Linked DNA regions of Oryzias latipes: region 1 is linked to region 2. Evidence: chromatin contacts called from public Hi-C data. All regions are on one chromosome and are shown on one strand. Each heading gives the region's core, a stretch centred on a gene start, on an enhancer-like site or on the middle of the called end of the contact. The rest is flanking DNA. Distances are from core to core; before and after follow the strand shown.

Region 1 (2,832 bases), core at 97-2,596, 140 kb after region 2:
ACTGAAGCTGGCTTTTATTTGAGTCTGAGTCACTTGTTCAAACCACAGACGTACACTTATCATCAGTTTTCGGTTGTTATGATTGTTCTACCACCTGTTGACACAGTGCAACTAGGTACTGTTTTGGATGTACAGCATTCGGTCTTCCAGAATAAGGACCAGCAGTTACGCAAGTTAACAAAAAGTTGTCAGTTCTTAAATCTGTTTCAGGTTTTGTGGAAACTCTTGTGAAACCAGAGGTGGGGAGATGTGGTCCAAATGTTCTGATCTAAACCTCTTTCCAGTCAAAAAGATGAGTAAAAAAAACATTTGGTTGCTTATTTCAATATATATGCCCAAAAATACAGCACTGAACAAGATGTATATTTTTTGAGTGGTAGTATGAATCTAAAGAAGAGGAATTAAAAAAAAACAGTTGCTTTTCTGTTGGAAATCTTAAAATAAAAGCATTTTATTTACACCAGCATCAGTTCCTTAGTTTCATTTCTCTCTGTTGATGCCGTTGTTAACTATATTACAAAGAAAAAGGAAGTTATGTTTTTTTTCTTTTGTTAATGACGAGATTAGTTCATTTTGGAATCATAAAACACTGACCTGATTGGTCAGTTTGCCTGTGGCTGACTTCCTTCTTCTTTCATATCATGTGATTGTGGCAGCTGCATTTTAGTGAAGTGAAGCTTTAGTCAGCTAGAGACTCGTACAGTGTCGTATTGGTATATATATGTGTGTTTTCTCAACACATCCAATTGATAAAATATCAAAATGTTAATCTGAGCTTTTGAGTGCAGTCTTTCTCTGCTTTTTGGACAATTCCTCCATGTTTTTGCTTGCAGACACCCATGATATGTTTTTTGCACCAAGTTCCTTTAATGATTTGCTAGCTGAAGCAAAAAAACAAGACATGAGCCAACACATTTCTGCAAAATATTAACCTTTTGATTATCATAACGTCCCCCTGTTTCTGGAAACCTGTAAAAAAATATTTGTTTTTCTTTCTTTCTAGAACTTGTCCTTTTTAGTTTTACACAGAATAAATTATCAATAACAAGCAATGCATTCATGTAAACACAACTTTACATTCCTTGTCTTGATTCCTGCATTTGGGGGTTTGGATTAGCAAAAAAAATTCCTTTCTGGGAATAGTTTTCTCGTTTACCAGACAGATCCAAGGGTGGGATTGGAAGGAAGGGAAAACTGCTTGCTCATCCTTTATCAGCAGGAGCTCATGAGTCAGCTCTGCTTTGTTACACCCATGTGTGTTGCAACACGCACACACGTACACACACAAACAGGCTCTCCCTCAAACTCCCCCCCCCCTCCCTCTCACGTACTCACACACAGGCCATATGACTGAGTCAAGCGCAGCTTTTAGTTAGAAGGCAGTTTGAGATAAGACTTTCTGAGAAACAGCCTGGTGGAACAACATTCCATCTAGCAACATCCAAGTGTACAAGGGAGGTTCCTTTATTACTAGAAGAGGCTTGAATGAAGTCTGCACTGAAAGGTAAGCTTATTGTTACCTGAAAGTCTGACTATTGTCATAAAGGGAAATTTTGACCTTAGGTGTTTAAACGGTGTGTGTGCTATGTGTACAAACAGATGTCCCAGATGGCCATGTCTACCTCGCGGTCGTCTGTGTTTACTTTTGAGTCGACAGTGCATTCCAGCCATGTGTTGCACCGCCTAGATGAGCAGCGCTGCCGGGACACGTTATGTGATGTTACGGTGATGGTGGAGGGTCAAAGTTTCAGGGCCCATCGCTCCGTACTCACTTCTTGCAGTGAGTACTTCTCGCTGAGGATCTCTTCCCTCATGCAGCATGGAGCAGTTGTCACTCTGCCACCAGAGGTGAGACATCACCCCAAAGTGCTACAAAAATATATCACTTTTCTGCCACATTCATGTGAAAATGCTGAGAAAATGGTTTTCTCCTTAAATATTTGTTGCATTAAGCTTTAAATGAATATATATGTAAATATATATATAGTTTTTTTTTAACTTTTGACTTATATATCAACAGTTTTGTAAAATAGAAATATGTCTATTAAGAATAATATTCACGTGTATACTAATTTATTAATTGAATGGGTCAAAATGACAAGAAATATGCATTTTCTAGGAACATGAAAGATTTCTTCTGTCCTTTACAGGTGACGGTTGAGGGCTTTGAAGCTCTGCTAAAGTTTGCCTACACATCCAAACTGCACTTTGTGAAAGAGAACGTCTTACAAATACGAAACGCAGCCTCCATACTTGGCTTCAGGGATCTAGATGAGGCTTGTTTTGATTTCCTCCTTCCAAAGTTTTTCTCCAAAAGCAAAAGCTCCTCTCCACATGTAAAAAAAATGTGTTGTGAAAAAAATCACAAAAAGCAGGTGTCAAAGGAAGAATTCGGCACAGACTCTGACAATCCGTCTTTCTGTGACAAAGAAGTAAAACCAGTTGCTGACTCATCATCTCAGCAGGAAGTGAGTCTGGACTGTAACAAACCAGAGAACAACATGATGGAAAGTCCAAAAATGAAAGACATCCCTGCACTGGGGGTTGAAGCAGGGACTGACAGTTTAATCCAGTGTCCAAAGTACCGGAAGTTCCAGCTTGCTTGTGGAAAAGAGGCGTGTGCTCCTGAAAAGAAGATCTGCAATGACTGCATCCTTCCCTGCTCTCCAAGCCCCAGCTCTGAAAACAGCAATAAGGAACACGTGCTTCAATTCCCAGGAAATTCAACCTCTAACAGAGAAAGCAAAGGTCAGTCTGGTGAGCCACTGAGAACTCAAACACATGACAGGCGTGAAAACCACATGGACAAAGTGGAAGTTGACTCTGAGAAGT
Region 2 (2,700 bases), core at 121-2,620:
ATCCCCAATTTATTATTATTATAATTTTTTTCTACCAAATCTTCCCCCGGGTTCATAGAGTTGGATTGAAGGACTTGGTTTACAGCTGTCACTTTTCATATTTTTGAATCATTTTAATACGTTTCATTTTGATCACCAGATTTAAAAACAAACAAACGAACCTCCCCACTCCTCCTTAGGTTAATGCAAAGGCAGCAAGTGTGGAACTACAGTACTAATTTGATGAATGGAAGGGTATTGTTGCCTTGGACACTGCTGTAAATATGCTTCTTTCACTGATGACTTTAAAGGTGTTATGGTAATTGTTGTTAATAATGTTACATGTTCAATCCAAGATGAAATGCAGAAGGAACAACACGCATTTGTTTGCTTTAACATTTTTAAATCCTAGTGGTTTGAGAATTGACTGATGTTTTTATGGCTTGTTTAAAGTACAGAAGACATGGACATAAATATGTCAATGTTTCAGCCACAGGAAACTTTTTAATAAACTATTTTTGTACCAAAATGGTTTTTGTGTCCTGTATTTTAACCCATGGTCACATCTTATTTTGCTTGAGCAGAGAAAGTCATCTGTAAAAAAAGGACAATTTGGGATGACCGACAGTCTTTGATGATGGAAAAATATTTTTTGAACGTGTTTCACTTTTGCACTAATCTATGCAGAAAAATTTTCTCATTTTAAAATAAATGGGAATCTCAAATAAATTATTAAAGTTGCAGTCCAATCATCTTTTGATCTATTTTAACGTCAGTTATGTTGCTTTTAGGCGATTTTTTTTTATGACGTAGTTTCTGCAGAGTGGCAGACGTTCATCCAAAATTCTTCTGAGTTGTGACTGGCCAGACACTAACTGCTATTGCTAGCAGTTAGTGCTAGCCATAGCAAAGAAAATAGCAGTTAGTGAGCCTGCCCTATTTTCCCATCATCTTTTACACAAAAACATTTATTTTCCATACAAATGTTGAAAAATAGAAGATTGTGTGCCAGATTAATCTTTTGGGGGGGAAACAACTTAATTTATTGTTCCTGGAAAGATTTAAGAGATTCAAGTTAGAATTGTTCAATGATATGGGGTATAAAAACTTGATAGATTTTTCAGCAGCAACTGATAAGTTGCTGTTATCTGACCAGAACCAAAGTTGTTTTTGTTTAAAAGAGTGCAAAAACTATTCTTATTATTCTGATTGTTTTCAAACATAAACAATATTTCTATATAAAAATCTTTTATAGATAAAATTTTTACAAAAATGTATTAACCGCAATTAAAGATATTAACATTAATAATTAAACTTCACATGCAATTCGTACTCCCATGATTCATAGCTTTTTTACTTCTGGAATCTTCTTCGACCAATCCAAACAGACTATTTGACATTCATCTCGGAATCTGATTGGCTATTTCCAACTTGAGCCCGCCTACAAAGCCTCGCCTTTCATAACTGTAATTGGTCGCCTTTTCCTAGCAGTGTCTTGAGAGACTTGAGCAAAAATGGTGCTGAAAGCAGTTTGTGTGTTGAAAGGAACAGGAGAAACCAACGGCGTGGTTAATTTTGAACAGGAGGTAAAGTTTTGTATTAAAGCTTTAACTTTGTCTCACGTTATGTTCCAAAGTTAGCAAACGTGACCTTTGCTTAATGTTTATCTCCTCTGCTTATTTAGCTCTTCATTGCTAAGCTAGCTAGGATGCTAATACATCATTATCCACATTAGGAAATGCCTTTTTGTGCTGGAAGTTTGCTTTTACTTAATTATGTTTCGCCAAAACCGGCAACAGCTTGCAAAATTACAATCGTTTAATAAGTAGTGTACAGAATTAATGAACCACTATTTCTTTTTTTTCTCCGTACTGAAAAAGTAATGCGTACATCATCATCATCATGAGCTGTTGTTGTCGGCCTTAAGCATGTTGTCTTCGAGTAATTTGACTGAGGTCCATGTTTTAAATTTGCACAACCTTTAGACATTTTACGACTTTGGGTTTTGTAATGATTAACGGTCCAACTGCCTGTGGTTGCGTAAATGAGGTCATTGGTTACCGTTACTACACTGATGGCGCCAGTTCTGTTTAGTTTCCTATTTTTAAGATACATTTTTAGAATTGTTATCCCCATCCAACCTTAAATACCACAATATACTAATGTTGTTGCTGAGTCATAGGAAGTCTACCAACTTGTTGTTTGTTTCTAATAACTTATTTGGCGTTGCTAACAATCTAGACTTCTCACGTAGTAAAAACAGATAAATGTCTGAGCTGCGGTCAATATTTCATTTTCTGAAGATCTACTTTTGCATAAGACAGTCTAAAATAGTAGATTGAATTATTTTGTAGCCACGGTATTTGGTGTGTGTGTGTTTAGAGCGATTCAGCCCCTGTGAAGGTGACTGGAGAAATCAAAGGCCTCACACCAGGCAAGCACGGCTTCCACATCCACGTGTATGGAGATAACACCAATGGTGAGTTCATGAGCCGATGAGTGACTGGGATTCTTGAAAATGCTGTAAATGAAATCTAATATTATCTGACGAGCTTCCACATCCCGTCCCCCCAAACATTTCTTTTTCTAGGGTGCGTCAGTGCAGGGCCTCACTTCAACCCATACAACAAGAACCACGGGGGTCCTGAAGATGCAGAAAGGTGAGGGTCATGTGGGAAAGGGTAGCGAAGTAAATGCAAAACCTGGTTCTATAGCTTATTA

What was found. Hi-C and Micro-C count contacts between places; a contact is called where the count stands out from the background.
Region 1: a Hi-C map of embryo shows a contact between it and region 2, with 1.7 times the contacts expected there. The contact joins the promoter of LOC101171022 here to the promoter of sod1 in region 2.

Annotation. Positions count from the first base shown.
Region 1 is chr14:11,090,910-11,093,741 of ASM223467v1, forward strand. It overlaps LOC101171022 (transcription regulator protein BACH1), which reads left to right and starts at 1,347. Exons shown (of 5, transcript XM_004076215.4): 1 at 1,347-1,504; 2 at 1,600-1,848; 3 at 2,151-2,832. The coding sequence starts at 1,600. map3k7cl (MAP3K7 C-terminal-like protein) reads left to right here. Exons shown (of 5, transcript XM_004076214.4): 5 at 1-466.
Region 2 is chr14:10,953,892-10,956,591 of ASM223467v1, forward strand. sod1 (superoxide dismutase [Cu-Zn]) reads left to right here and starts at 1,371. Exons shown (of 5, transcript XM_004076213.2): 1 at 1,371-1,565; 2 at 2,362-2,458; 3 at 2,570-2,639. The coding sequence starts at 1,494. scaf4 (splicing factor, arginine/serine-rich 15) reads left to right here. Exons shown (of 19, transcript XM_011483331.3): 19 at 1-508.